2 separate regions of the Mus musculus genome follow, and region 2 is linked to region 1. A link is a contact called in public HiChIP or PLAC-seq data. All regions are on one chromosome and are shown on one strand. Each heading gives the region's core, a stretch centred on a gene start, on an enhancer-like site or on the middle of the called end of the contact. The rest is flanking DNA. Distances are from core to core; before and after follow the strand shown. Region 1 overlaps Runx3 (runt related transcription factor 3). Region 2 has its middle 8.6 kb from the start of Ifnlr1.

The links. HiChIP or PLAC-seq counts read pairs in DNA pulled down with a chosen protein or histone mark.
Region 2: an HNF4G HiChIP or PLAC-seq map of pancreatic cancer cells shows a contact between it and region 1. The contact joins two enhancer-like sites. A contact is called at or near these places in 1 of 39 promoter capture datasets (embryonic stem cells), 1 of 484 Hi-C or Micro-C datasets (the G1E-ER4 cell line) and 1 of 115 datasets of contacts at active chromatin or transcription factors (pancreatic cancer cells).

The regions. Positions count from the first base shown.
Region 1 is chr4:135,165,488-135,172,559 of GRCm38.p6, reverse strand. Runx3 (runt related transcription factor 3) reads right to left here. Exons shown (of 5, transcript NM_001369050.1): 4 at 1,302-1,451. Among named protein-coding and RNA genes, the nearest start is that of Runx3, 16 kb to the right of the region's middle. Within about 2 kb of position 3,304, at least 28 of the 459 cell types and tissues checked have an H3K27ac peak or open chromatin away from gene starts, as enhancers often do. A contact at or near this core is called in pancreatic cancer cells, where this site is marked.
Region 2 is chr4:135,674,337-135,681,408 of GRCm38.p6, reverse strand. No RefSeq gene overlaps it. Among named protein-coding and RNA genes, the nearest start is that of Ifnlr1, 8.6 kb to the left of the region's middle. Within about 2 kb of position 4,673, at least 45 of the 459 cell types and tissues checked have an H3K27ac peak or open chromatin away from gene starts, as enhancers often do. A contact at or near this core is called in pancreatic cancer cells, where this site is marked.

The sequences.
Region 1 (7,072 bases), core at 2,055-4,554:
CTTCTCTCATGAGAACCAATGGACAGGAACCTGCTGGCCTCTGGGGTGTCCCTGGCTTAGACCCCATCCCTTCTAAGCCAGGCTCTGTAGGTGCTGGCCTGAGGGGGTGACATAAGGACAAACTCCTGGTTGGAGCTGAGCATGAGGGAGATGCTGAACACTTATCTAAAGGGCCTGGGGCTCAAATGCCAAATCTCCAACTCACAAGCCCATGGGTTCAGGCATGCTGGGGTCAGGGCCTAGCCTTACCTTGGGCTAGCTTCCTGGCACATGGAGAGATGGTGGCACTATGCCTCTGACACTGTGTCATGCACAGAACACATGGATAATAATTTTCCCAGCAGTGCCTGACCCCCATGGAATGACCAGTGTGGAGAAGGGCAGATGGTAGGTGACAGAGGTACCAGCATATAGCCCACTCTGATCCTAATGTTCAGGTCACTCTCAGGCCCACCTAAGGACAAGCCAGGGAGACATTAGACTCAGCCACCAGAAGGCCCCGACCTGCTTCAGCCTCTACTGAATCATGTGCCACAGTGGCCCTGAGCCAGCACTGGTGATCAGAAGGGACAGGTACCACACCGGGCAGCAGCTAGCCCTCAGGCCTCTGTGGTTTGGCATCTGCCCCTGACTGACCTGAGCCAGCTACATTTAGCCTCCTGTCTCTGGCTCCTAACAGAAGTATGAGGCCGGCCATAGGGCTGGCCAGGCACCTGCCCCATGCGGGGCCAATGGGAGATTTGCTTGCAGCCCAGCTTCCTCATCTGTGCGACTGGGGCAGCCGCTGACCCCAGGGCTCTCTGTTTGTGTCACTCTAGATGGGGAGACTGAGCTAAGCAGCACTGCCATCCTTTATCAAAGCTACTGGTGTGACTAACACCCAGCAGTGGGAAGAGATAGCCTCACCCTATCTCTCCTCACTGTGAGAGAGCTGAGGTAGTAGGGCTGTGTGTACAGTGGGGACACAGTTGCCATGGCTCTATGGACACCGCAGGATTGCCCTCGCGTCCCCGTGGACTAATAAACTTCAGAGGGAGGGATGGCCACATCTGTTCCCACTCATCCCGGGGTCAGGCACTGTGCATGAGTCAGTGAACATTTGATGAGGGAGTGGGCAAAGGCCTGGTACAGAGAAGCCCTCGGGAGACCTGCGAGTGTAGACTGCAGACTGCCCCAGCTGTCCACCGATAAACAGTGGGGGATCCATCTTCCCCAGGGACTTGGCCTGGGATAGATGGACTGCATCCTGGATCCTTATCCACCGCCCTGCCCGCTCCCCAAGGGTCTCTGCTCCTCCGTACCTTGGATTGGGGTCTGGGCCTGGCTGCTGAAGTGGCTCGTGGTGCTGAGAGAGCCACGGGGGCTGGGTGTGCTTGGTGTTACACGCATGCGCAGGTCTCCAAAGCGGTCGGGGAAGGCCTTGGTCTGGTCTTCTATCTTCTGCCGGTGCCCTGTGGAGCATGGGGAGTCCATCAGCCACTATAATGCCTTGTCCTGCTAGGAAGTTCTTCCTGGAGTCTAGCTTAGGTCTCTGTGGAACTCTGATTTTCTGTACAGAACAGGGATCATAGCTATGTGCCACTTCAGACTGCCTGATCTCTCCTCAGAAGAATGGTCATTCTTAACATCACACTCAGAGCTCTGATTGGACCGGCAAGTTGTGATGTTAACCTCTGAACTACCTCCCCAACGTGGTCTGACAGGTGAGAATACTGAGGCAACAGGCCTGGAAGAATGTCTCAGGCAGTCAGGTTGCCAAGGAGTCGGGAGAAGCCCCCAGGGGTGGCATGCAGATCTCCACACTCCATGGATCCCACAGTTCATGCACTCCTGTGAGGACGTGAGGCTGTGGGAGGGAGCTCTGGTCACCTGGCCCTGACCAACCTAGCTACCCTCAAGCTTGTCTCCCCTTGAGGCCTTAGGAAGGAGGGTAGAGGTGTGGTATTAGGGGGTATACAGGCTTCTGGTCCCTGCCCAGACACAGTGCACACAGGAGTCCCAGGCTGGCTGTGCACCTGCTGAGGGCCGAAGACACCTGGACGAGGACACCTGGAGTGTCACTAAGTGCCACGAGCACTCCCAGTCACCCATCTTTCACTTCTCAAACAACACACCGAGTTTCTAAAACAGAACTGAGCCCTGGCTGCAGAGACCCCTTGTCAGTGAGGGCCTGTGCCCATCGGCTTTCAAGTTTCTCCTCTCAGCCGCTCTTTGGGTTCATGTGAATGGAAACCACAGAGGGAGACGACATTGATGGAACTTTCTAGAGAGGGTGTGTATGACTGTGCCACTTTCTCCTGGAGTGACAATCCCGGAAGCTCAGTGTCCTCACCTATGAGGTGGGGACAACGACTAGCCTCTCAGAAATGCCCTCACTGCCACCCTGGCTCCCTGGAAGAATGTCTCAGGCAGTCAGGTTGCCAAGGAGTCGGGAGAAGCCCCCAGGGGTGGCATGCAGATCTCCACACTCCATGGATCCCACAGTTCATGCACTCCTGTGAGGACGTGAGGCTGTGGGAGGGAGCTCTGGTCACCTGGCCCTGACCAACCTAGCTACCCTAGTATGACACAGAGAGCAACATTATTGGATGTCCCTTGAGCCTGCCTGTCACATTTCCTAGGGGTGTAGCTGCCTCTCGATCCTCTCCTCAATATACAGCCATCTGAGTGCCTCCTTCTGGGTCCATATGAGCTCACACCTCCTGTCTGGCATCTCTGCCCAATGCCCAGACCCTAGCTCAGGACTGCCTCAGAAACTGAGCGGGAGGTCCCGGAAGGCACAGTTCAGCAGGTGGCCAACAGCTAGGGAACCCTGCTGTCCTCTCACGAGGCACCAGCCAAGTCCAGTGGTTTGCTTGGCAGCAGCTGTCACCACTCCAAGGCTCTAGAAAGTGAAGGGGAAGGTGTGGCCTGGGGGCACCTGTCGCTGGCTGCAGACTCTAAGGCCTGCCTCCTCCAACCTCCCCACAACTACCCAACCCCTGAAAGTCTGCAATAAGACAGGCAAGATGGCTAGGGACTGGGCAGAAGGAGGGGCTTGTGGCTCACTGAGGATGCCTGGCTAGGGTCACGATGCTCTCATGTTGTTTCTGGCTCAGTGGAAATGCCAAAGGGCAGCTCTGAGGCTACTGGAGATGCCAGGGACCATGAAGTCCAAGGCATCTCAACAGGCAGGAAGCCTACCGGATGGACGGAGGCTGAGGGCTGAGCAGTCAGCTTGGGTGCAAGGAACTGGGTGTCTCAGTCAACCACAGCTCTAAGGCAGCCAATGGGGCCACGCGGATGCTGGTGCAAAACCTCAGGCCTGTTGTCATTGTCCTCGCCCGCTGAACTCTGAGTCACAGTATACTGTGTTTGCAGCAGTTCCTATGGCCAGCAGGAAGGTAGGCGCGGGGTAACTGTGGGCTCAAGGGTGGGCCCCAACAGGTATAACCTGGAGCTCACGCATCACACATCTACCCTGAGCTACAAGCACCACCCCTAACACACTGACCACAGGGGAGGCAGAGGACACACCAGGACACTGAGACCAGGGTGGCGACTAGGAAGCCGGCCCAGATCCCTAACTCCAGGGACCCAGTGTCTTGCCCATTACTCTCCTGTGGTAAAGGGCAGGCTCCCTGGAAGAGAGGACACCGCCAGGAATGCTTCCTGTGCCTGTGCAGTCCCGAAGCCATTGCCAGGGAGGGGCAGAGGGGAGTCTGCTGACCCCACATGGCCAGGGCGCCAGAGAGTCTCAGAGCCACGAGGCTGAGGCTCTCATGCTGGGAGCAGAACTGAACGGAAGCAAGGATGCCTGGCCGGTGCCCCGGGGAGGCGGTGGCCGCAGAAAAAGCCTTTCATTCTTTTTCCCACAGCGAGAGCATGGAGCTGCCTGGCTCCCTCACCCACACGTGTCTTGCCCCTCTGTGCTTCCTGCCTCAGTGGTAGTCCTCCCCCCAGCCTCCACAACCTGCTCACCTATGTCCCCTCCCTTGGAGAGTCACTGATTTAAAAAAATCACAAGAAGTTTGCATTGGTCCAACTGGCTTCCAGCCCCCAGTGGAAAGAGAGGAGGCAGCTTCGGCCTCCTGCTGCACCCAGCCTGACAAGAACCAACACGCCCCCATTGTACAGGTGGAAACACTGAGGCTGGGAAGAGCCACTGCTGGACTGACAGTTGATATAAGACAACTGGTCGCTGCTCTCCCAGAAGCCCATCTCAGGAAGGGGCCTGGTTGCGAGACTCTTTATGGCGTTGGGGCCCAGCCCAGAGTGCTCTCTGCACGCAGTGGGAGGGGCATGAGCAGAGGAACAGGACTGGGTGTCTTAGTTACTTTCTATTGCTGAGATCAAGCACTGGGACCAAAAAGTAAAGGGAAGGAAAGAGTTGTAACTCCCAGGTCACACACACTCCACCTGACTGGCTTGAGGAGGAGCAAGCCTGTCAGCAGCAGTTTCTCCATGGCCTCTGCTTCAGCTCCTGCCTGCAGGCTCCAGCCTTCAGCTCCTGCCCTGACTTCCCTCAGTGATGGGTGTGGCCCAAGAGCTGTAAGATAAGTCCGCCCCCTCCCCCAAGTTGCTTGTGGTCATGGTGTTTTATCAAAGCAACAGAAACCCTAACTAGGACACAGGGTCTCAGCAGACCCCAGAAGGGTTCTGCCTTGCTTTGAAACTCAGGGCTGAGTCCCAAGCACACAACCACTGCAGACTAACTGGCTTTCCTCTGGGCCTCAGTTTCCCTGTCTGTCAAGTGGTTGTTATTGTAATCCCTCCCCTGGCCCCAGGGCTAGATGATCTGGTCAAAATAGAGTCCTCCTGGGGAGAAGGATGCCTGGAGAAGGGCTTCAAGCAGGGAGTCTGATCACAGCGAGTGCCTGGGACCCTGCCCGTGGGAGGCAGACCTCAGCCAGCACACTCCAGTGGCCCCGGACCCATTGAAGACAGCCATCATGCAGTGGTAGCCTTGCCAATGTTTCGGATTCCCACTAGGTTTCCGCTGTTCCTTTTATAAAATGGGGATTAAAAAGCTTAACGCTGCCTCCCTTCTCCCTAAGGGTGGAGTCAGACCTAAGCAGTACACAGCCCCGCAGGCTCTGAACTTCACAGGAGGTGACAACCCTGCTTTGACCTGATTCCCACTCCTGGGTCAACAGCTCCCATTGAGCAGAGCTAAGCCATTAGTGAACCCCACAGGCAGGTGACACGGGTCCAAGGCTTTAGACTGGGAGATTTCCTAAAGATACATAAATAATCCAGTTGGGACTTCATTACTGCTCCCAACCAAGCTAACATGGGTCCCTCCACCTGCCAGACTTCCTGGTGTCTCGTGAGCCAAGCGAGCCTCTGCCAGGATTAGTTCCTGTCTGTGGCAGGTGGGGCAGGAGGAGGCTGGGATCCCTGTGCCGGGTGGACCACACATATAACCTTAAGGCCACAACCCTCCGAAAAGCTCCCTTTCCCCTCTCAGCCGCCCTGCCCCCTGCAAGTCTCACAGCGGGAAAGAGAAGGCGCAAGGCGGAGGTCACAAGGTGATCCTAAAACCTGGAGTGAGCCGCCTAGCCTACAGAGCGCCTCCGACTCAGACAGAGGAGAGCTGGGCTCTGGCTGGCAAGAGGCCAGCTCCATGTCTAGCCTCAAAGAGGCAGGAGGTAGATTGCAGAGAGAGAAAGAGGGAGAAAGCGAGAGAGAGAGAGAGAGAGAGAGAGAGAGAGAGAGAGAGAGAGAGAGAGAAAGAGAGAGGCACAGTCGGGTAGGGCCCTGAGAACAAGGTGAGTCCCCAGCCATCAGACCCTGGGCTGGTCCAGAGTTTCCCAGCAGCCTCCCTGTAGCCTGCAACCCACACACACAGCAGCCACTGTGCGCTTGCTGCCGCGGCTTGCTCTGCGGCCTGTGGGGAGATTTACACCGGACTCGGATCAGCCGCTCGGATGGCAGGCGGGTGCCGGGCCTGGGGTGGTCTGCTGTGAATTGGCCCCCTGTGAGCAGATGAAAACCAGTGGTGGCTGGGCAGGGAAGCTGGCTGGCAGAGGGCCAGTGGCAGGGAGGTAGCAGGCTCCCGCCCAGGGCTGCAACTGGGGCTTCCAGGCCTGGGCCTGATTAGGGGAGTTGGGAGGTCTGAGGTTAACCCTTTCCCTTCTCTTGGGCGGGCTCTCTCAGATCTGCCAGGCTTTCCTTGGGTGCTCCCAGGCTCTGGGGGCACTGATGACCAGGAGTGGCTGTCTCTCTGGACCCAAGCATCCTGTTCTCAGCTTCCCCACACCTGGAGGCCAGGATGGCACCGCCCTTCACTTGTCTCCAAGGCCCAGGTATAGCACTGGGCCATTTTCTCTGCCCATACCAGGTCCTGAGAGGTCACACTGCTATGCCCCCTCCGCCCTTTCAGGACTGAACCTCAACCAGGAAGCCCTCCCACCCTGCCCACCCTTTGCCTACTATGGCTTCCTTTTAGCTTTGTTGAAGCGAACAAATGATTTACTCAGCTCAGTCCTGACCTACTTAAGGAATATCAGCTAAACGCTCCTGTGGGCATCCTCGGGGCCAGGTGCAAGTAGCAGACAGGCAAAAGAGAACGCTGGTGTGGTGGAGCATGCAGACCAGCACAGAGGCATAACTCTGGCATGCTGTGGCAGCTGTGCAAAGGCCCTGAGGCAGGAATGTTCCTGGCAGAAGCCAGCAGCTGGAGGGAGGAAGAGGGTACAAGAGAGGAAGAGGCCACCACCAGATTTGGCAGGGCCGTGGACACTGTAAAACCTGTCTCCTCCTTTCTCCTGTGGAATGTGAGACCCAGGAGAGTGGGACCAGCAGGTGGCGGGTAGTGCTGGAGGTATGGCAGCCCGTGCCTGGGAAAATATTTGTGGAAATTGCTTTGTGGGCATTTAGAGGAAGAGAAGCTTCAGGCCATCCCTTCAGCCTCCCGAAGGGCATGGAAGCTGGGTCCCACACTTTTGGTAGCAGCACCTGCTGTGCCTGGAGAGTTAGCTGCCCCCAGCTGTGGCCACTGCTGCTGTGCCCAGCTCCTGAACCACCTCCCATCCCAGAGCTGGATTCAGCTCAGCAACCTGCGTTTGAACCAGTCCCCATTAACTGAAAG
Region 2 (7,072 bases), core at 3,424-5,923, 510 kb before region 1:
TAAGGCATGCTATAGGCAAGCACACTGCCACCCAGGCCCCCTGGAGGTCATGTCTCACTAAGTAGCCCAGGTTAGCCCTGAACTCACTCTGTCACCCACACACTTTCATTTGCCTTGTTGTCCTGTGTCAGCACCTCACATAGCCTTTTCCTTTAAAAGCCTCTGCTCTCTAATCATGTTTTTAAATTTTAATTAGAAAAAATTAAATCTGTATACAAAGTAGCGGGTCCTATTTTCCCATGAGAAAGGTCACTCTTATTCTAAAACTAACCATAGCTGTGTGGATCCACAACCCTGAAGGTGGAGGGGTTTCAGAAATAAAAGGTTTTACTTACTGAGTCTGACTGAGAGCTGGCTAGCAAAAGCACTGGCTTGTTAGAGAGGACAGGAAGCTTTGGGGATGGAGGAGTCAACGGGAGGAGTGTGGCTTCCACGGTCCCTAAGTAAACAATCTTGGTTCTCCTCAGAGAAGGAGACCAGGACAGCTGTCTGAAACTATTCTCATTCATTTTCTTCGCTTTCCAGTCCATCTCATGGCCCCTGTCATGACATAAGAATCAACATTTTCTCCTCCTTTCTCTACCCCCTCCCCTCCCCTCCCCTCCCCTCCCCTCCCACACTCTCTTCCTCTTCCCTCCTCCCTCCCCCCCTTCTCCTTCTCTCCTCTCTACAGATGTGGAAACTTCCTTCTGAGAGCCTAGTGAGCTGGAAGGTGCAAGACTCAGACCCAGTCCCATTCAGAACCTGGCCTGTCAGACTCCCCGGTCACACTGCCCCTGGGTCACTACTCTGTTCTCTGCCTGGGCATTGGTGACAGCTGGTCAGGTGGGACAAAACCTACAAAAGAGGACCAGACAAAGCAGAGGAGCTCCTGAGCTTCAGTCCTGACCCAACACCCAACGCTGGGTCCCACCTGGCTCTCAGTTCAGGTCTCTCTCACCAGCTCCTGGGAGAGATGACTTTTCACAGAATTTGCTGGATCCAAAAGTTACCCTGAGTTCAGCCAGGGCGACAGACATTTGGGACACACAAACTGTTGTAGAATTTCTGCCTTCAGGTCCTGCAGCCCTGCTTCACCCTGCTTCATGGACGAGAGTGGGAAGAGTTTAGTGTCTTACCCCTCCTTAGACGATCTGACTTCTCCACCCTGCAAACCTTTCAGACCTAGAAGCCCGCCAAGCTAGGAGACTGGCCGAGGGGACAGGGGTCTCTATTTACTAAGTCGAATGCCCCGCCTCCGTCTCTGGCTCTTTCCCCACAGATCTGCCTACAAGTTCTCCCAGGCTTCCCCACCCACAAAATCATTTCAATTAGGAAACTGTGTCCACATGCCTTGGTTTTTGAAAGGATATTTTGTGGCCACAGTCTGGATAAGTTAGAATGCCCAAACCAATTCTACCTAATGATGATCTTGAACTTCCAATCCCCCTGCCTCCACCTCTAGAAAGCTGGGGCTGTCAGCATGTGCTTGCCTGACCTGAGAGGTGTCAGGGGTCTGTGCACTCTATTAACTGAGCCACATTCCCAGCACCTCTACTGATGTCACCTTATCGATAAACGTTGGTGGCACTTTTTATTGGTCCTTGTTGCCCTGCGGTGCTACAGGATGCTATAGGACAGATGTTTTAACGTTTGCTTCTGTAACCTCATCAGTGACTAGTGCTAATATTTCCCTTTAGCTGGTGGAACTCATGGGTTATATATCACACAGCTAAGTATAATGACAGCTGAATTTAGACCCTGTCTGTCTGCCCTCAAGACCTGTGGTTTTTAGACTTCTGCTATTCACCTTCTAGACAGCCAAGGGCAATCCAGATGGAAAGCCCCAAGTATTAACTTCTTCCTGATTTGCAAAGATCACAGCCCCTGGCTGTAACCAGTGGCTGGCGCTATGGGTACCAAATACCAGACCTGCGGTTAGGTAGGGCTATTAAGTGGAAGTAACTGTGCTGCAAAGTGTTCTCAGTGTCTGGGGCAGGGCGGCTGGCAGGTCTGTGTGGCTGGACCAGCCAGTCTCAGGGTATGAACAGCCAGTTTCAGGGTATGAACGGGCAGTCTCAGGGTATGAACAGTCAGTCTCAGAGAATGAACAGCCAGTCTCAGGGTATGAACACCCAGTTTCAGGATATGAACAGTCAGTCTCAGGGTATGGACAGCCAGTCTCAGAGAACGAACAGCCAGTCTCAGGGTATGGACAGCCAGTCTCAGAGAATGAACAGCCAGTCTCAGGGTATGGACAGCCAGTCTCAGAGAATGAACAGCCAGTCTCAGGGTATGGACACCCAGTCTCAGAGAATGGACAGCAAGTCTCAGAGAATGAACAGCCAGTCTCAGGGTATGGACAGCCAGTCTCAGAGAATGGACAGCAAGTCTCAGAGAATGAACAGCCAGTCTCAGGGTATGGACAGCCAGTCTCAGAGAATGAACAGCCAGTCTCAGAGAATGAACAGCCAGTCTCAGAGAATGAACAGCCAGTCTCAGGGTATGGACAGCCAGTCTCAGGGTATGGACAGCCAGTCTCAGGGTATTGACAGCCAGTCTCAGAGAATGAACAGCCAGTCTCAGAGAATGAACAGCCAGTCTCAGAGAATGAACAGCCAGTCTCAGGGTATGGACAGCCAGTCTCAGAGAATGGACAGCAAGTCTCAGAGAATGAACAGCCAGTCTCAGGGTATGGACAGCCAGTCTCAGAGAATGAACAGCCAGTCTCAGGGTATGGACAGCCAGTCTCAGAGAATGAACAGCCAGTCTCAGAGAATGAACAGCCAGTCTCAGAGAATGAACAGCCAGTCTCAGAGAATGAACAGCCAGTCTCAGGGTATGGACAGCCAGTCTCAGGGTATGGACAGCCAGTCTCAGGGTATGGACAGCCAGTCTCAGGGTATGGACAGCCAGTCTCAGGGTATGAACAGCCAGTCTGTGGCTTCCTTGAAGCACTAGGTCATGGGGTACAAGTCGCTCCAGGGCTTGTGTGAGCCACCCCGGCACACTGCTGGGTCACAGGAAAGAACACCTTCCACCTGTGGTGCCATCTCACTTACCCATTTAGAACAGACTCTATCCTAGGCCTAGAAGTCTCCTTGGAAAGTTACCTGGAAAGTCTCCAGTCCATAAAGAGCTTCGAGATAACCTCCCAGTAGCCAAAAGGCCTCAGCCTACCCCACAAGTTCCCCTCTGGATCTCTGTTCCAGCCAGAGTCACAAAGGTCCCCCTTTTTGCTCCTGTCTTTAGTCTTGTCTAATACTATTTATTATCTGTGCCCAGAATTTTCTCCCTGGTTTACCCCTCCCCCGCCTTTTTGTCAAACAGTCAACACCTATTCTTGCTTCTTCCTCGGGAGCCTTCTCTGACCTTGGCTTTAGTTTGCTCTCTATTGACTTGTGCTTTGTATACTGGGAGCAGAATCCCACAAACTAGGCAGGTTGTTTTTCTAATAATACCCACGACAAATACCTTGAAGAAGCAACTTGAAGGAAGGAGGGTTTATTTGAGCTCAGGGTCTCTGAGACCCACTTCAGTTCAGCTTAGAAGAAAAGGTAGAATAACCCTGTCTGTGGGAACAGGAGTGTGACGAGGTGTCTGTTCACGGTGGTGGGAGCACGAGCCGTGGGTAATGGTGGTGAGAGCATGCGCTGTGGGCAAGGAGCCACACACATGTTGGCATCCCAGGAAGCAGAGAAATGGCTCAGAACCACGGGCCCATCTCCAGTGAACTATTCCTTCCAGCCAGATCTTGGAGCCAAAGACTCCATAGCCACCAGAACAGCACCAAAACCTGAGAGCTGGACATTCAAACCATAACCCTGAAGCCTGGGGTTGGGGGTCAGGCAGTAGAGTGCGTGTCTACTATGATGAAGCGCCGGATTAGATTTCCCAGAATGCCATGAGACAAGCACAGTGGCTCATGGCTGTAACCCCAGATATCAGGAAATGAAGACAGAAGGAACAGGTTCTCTGTGACTACATAGTGAGTTATAGGGCAGCCTGGGCTACATGGATTCCTGTCTTAACAACGGCTATCATCCCAAACCTAACCCAACCAAACTAAAAAATCAGGACGCTAAGGGCCCCGAGTCATATTAGATTCAAACTTTAATAGCAGGTGACTTCTAAAGAACAGAAATCTGTTTCTCTGGGAAGGCCAAGGCCAGCGTGGCAGCATCTTGCTTTAAGGCACACTCTGCTCTCAGGTGGAGAAGAGCAGGGAAGAATCTTCCGCACGAAAGCCATTTTTATGGTGACTGGAAACCTGTTCGTGAGGGCTAAGCCCACACAACCTGAACACCCCCATTTAGCCTCATTTCCCAAAGCCACTGCGTTCGGGGCGATGTGGATTTGGGGGATAAACTGTTATCATAAGAGAAATTACTTTTGTGTGTGCTTTTAAGAATTCCCTTCCTTAGCCGGGCGTGGTGGCTCACGCCTTTAATCCCAGCACTCCAGAGGCAGAGGCAGGCAGATTCTGAGTTCGAGGCCAGCATGGTCTACAAAGTGAGTTCCAGGACAGCCAGGACTATACAGAGAAACCCTGTCTTGAAAAAACAAACAAACAAACAAACAAACAAAAAAAGAATTCCCCTCCTTAATACGGCCTCAATGACAAGGCCTGGCACACAGCAGCAGTCCACTGAGCAGTGAACAAGAAAACTTTTATTGACTGGGGCTCGGTCAGGAACATTCCACATACTCCAGTCACTTAGTCCTCCTCTTGGCTTCTGGCTGGCCCATGCACCACTCAATATTTACTGAGCCGAATTTGGCTTATGACTCATTAAACCTCAGTATCAGAAAGTCTTCGAGGTCACACTTCCTCCCATGGCTGAGATTTAATAGGCTCTCGTTTGATATCAGGTAGGTAAGGAGTTATATATGAGAGACCCAGGAAACTGTGGCCAGGTCAGAAGACCCTGTAGTGGGTAACTATCCTTGAGGCTGAAGTTTGATTGTCCCTGCTATATCAGACACTACAGCACCAGGGCGGGTTTTGGTTTTTTGCTCCCCCCCCCCCCCCAACTGCTGCACATGCATACCATCATTTCTTTTCTTCTTTCTCAGATGATACAACACCCCGACAAAAGCAGCTTAAAGGAGAAAGGGCTGTTGGTCCTGTGGTCTGCCTCTCCTCTGGAGGTATCCGGAGGCCACAAATATACCGGTTCGGGGAAGACGGGGCAAAGTCCGGAAGGTGGTCCTCAGTGGAGCCTCCCATCCGGTGTTAGAGCGCCTGTGTCCACCCGGCCAGAAGGGGAGGTCGGGGGCCCCAGGACCAGTAAGATCCCAGTCTGGTTAAGAGTGAGTGCCAAGTGCAGAGAACTGGGAGAAGAGAGAAGAAGGAGGAGGCTTAGTGTTTCAGCTAGCTTAGGTGAAGAAAGGCCTTCCCAATGGCGATCTTCAATGAAGCAGCTCTCTGAGACAATCTTAGTTTGCTCATATTTCTTTGTTGGCAGTGGATGAATGCATAAGTCTTATTCAGAGTGAACTGGGGAGTATATAATTTTGGGGAGGGGCATGAGAATATTTAGGAAGGGAGGTCATTTATCGCTTCATTTAGCTGGAGGAGGTGTTCCAGGGGCTGTGTTATTTGACTGTGGTCACCTTAGTTGAGGATGGTGGTTACATGATGCAGAGTGAAGAACCAAGGTAGCTTCCCCCCAACCCCCTTTCTGCCTGCCCCAGTCCAGATGCCTCCTGCCTTTGAAGAGGGCAAACAAAAGGCTGCCTGTCCTAGCCTCCCTCTCAGCCTTAACCCCTGGCTGCACTCTCTCTCCAGTTACATCTAACAGCCAGCACTTCCCTGACGCAGATGACTCCTGCCTTTGAAAGAGACAGAAATTCCTTGAAGTCATCACGCCCCCCACTCGTGAGCTGTGGAAAAGAGGCAATTAGGTGTTCCCAGACAGCTGTGATGGGTTTGTAAAACTCCACTAGCCTCCCATAAGGGAGTGAGTTATTGTGGTAAATCTCCAACCCAAATAAGCCCGTGCAAGGAAAACACAATTCATATGGATACAAGCTGCGCACCTAGATTGGGCCGATCACCACTGCACTACTCTATCCCCCAGCTATGAGATCCCTGCCACTTGCGGTTTCTCTAGGCCACGTGCTTCTGCTCCATTTTCCTTCCACCTCCTCCTCTTCCGGCTTCCTCTCTCTCCTTCCTCTCCGCTCTCCCCCTCCTCCTTTCTCTCCCTTTCTCTAAAACTTTCAGCTCCACCTTTCCCTTCCACTGCCCAATCACCAGTTCTAGCCTTTATTTTACAAGATAAAATGGGGAGAACGTTCACATGAAGTCACGTGAGTTTGTGATTCACTCCTTGTCCGAGGCAGCCTCTCTTGGGGAAGTGGAATTAGCATCAAAATACAAACAGGGCAATTTATAACAAGTTATTTCTTCCCAGGTCAAAAAGGTCCTTTTTCAGCTGCATGTCTGAACAAACATTATTGGTCCTGAAGGATGGTATTCCTTCATCCTCTGCCCAATCATGTAACACCAGGGCTCGAGAGCCCCATATATACCCTGAGCCCCTCATTTCTAACCTGCAGAGCAAGGAAGGCTGTGATCCGATCTGGGTCTAGACTCTGTGTTTACATCGGTGGCACGATTTCTGGCGGTCTCCTGGGGTTCCCAAGAACTGGGCATAACAAGAGCAAACATGGACATAGAGAGCAGGCAGCCCTACTCCCACCATCTTAAATCTCTGAGATTCCTGCGGTCTGAGCATGCTCCACCTCACCAATCCAGTGCCCATCTGGTGGCACAATCCACATGCCCTACAAGGGTGTATTTTGGCTCACAGTTGAAGGTAAGTCAGTTCTGTCAGGGAAGTAAGTCCAAGAGCTTATAGCAGCGGGTCACGGCATAAGAAGGCAGGAAGCAGAGAGGGATAGAAGCATCCATACAAGCACTGGACTTGCTTTCTCCATCTTTTACAGTCCAAGATCCCCTGTCCCCCAAGCCATCCCCCACACAATAAGGTGGCCTTTCCCACGTTAATTACTGTCATCAAAATAATTCTCTATAGGGATGCCCAGAGGCACTAAAATCTCCTAGGTGATCTTGTATTCTGTCACA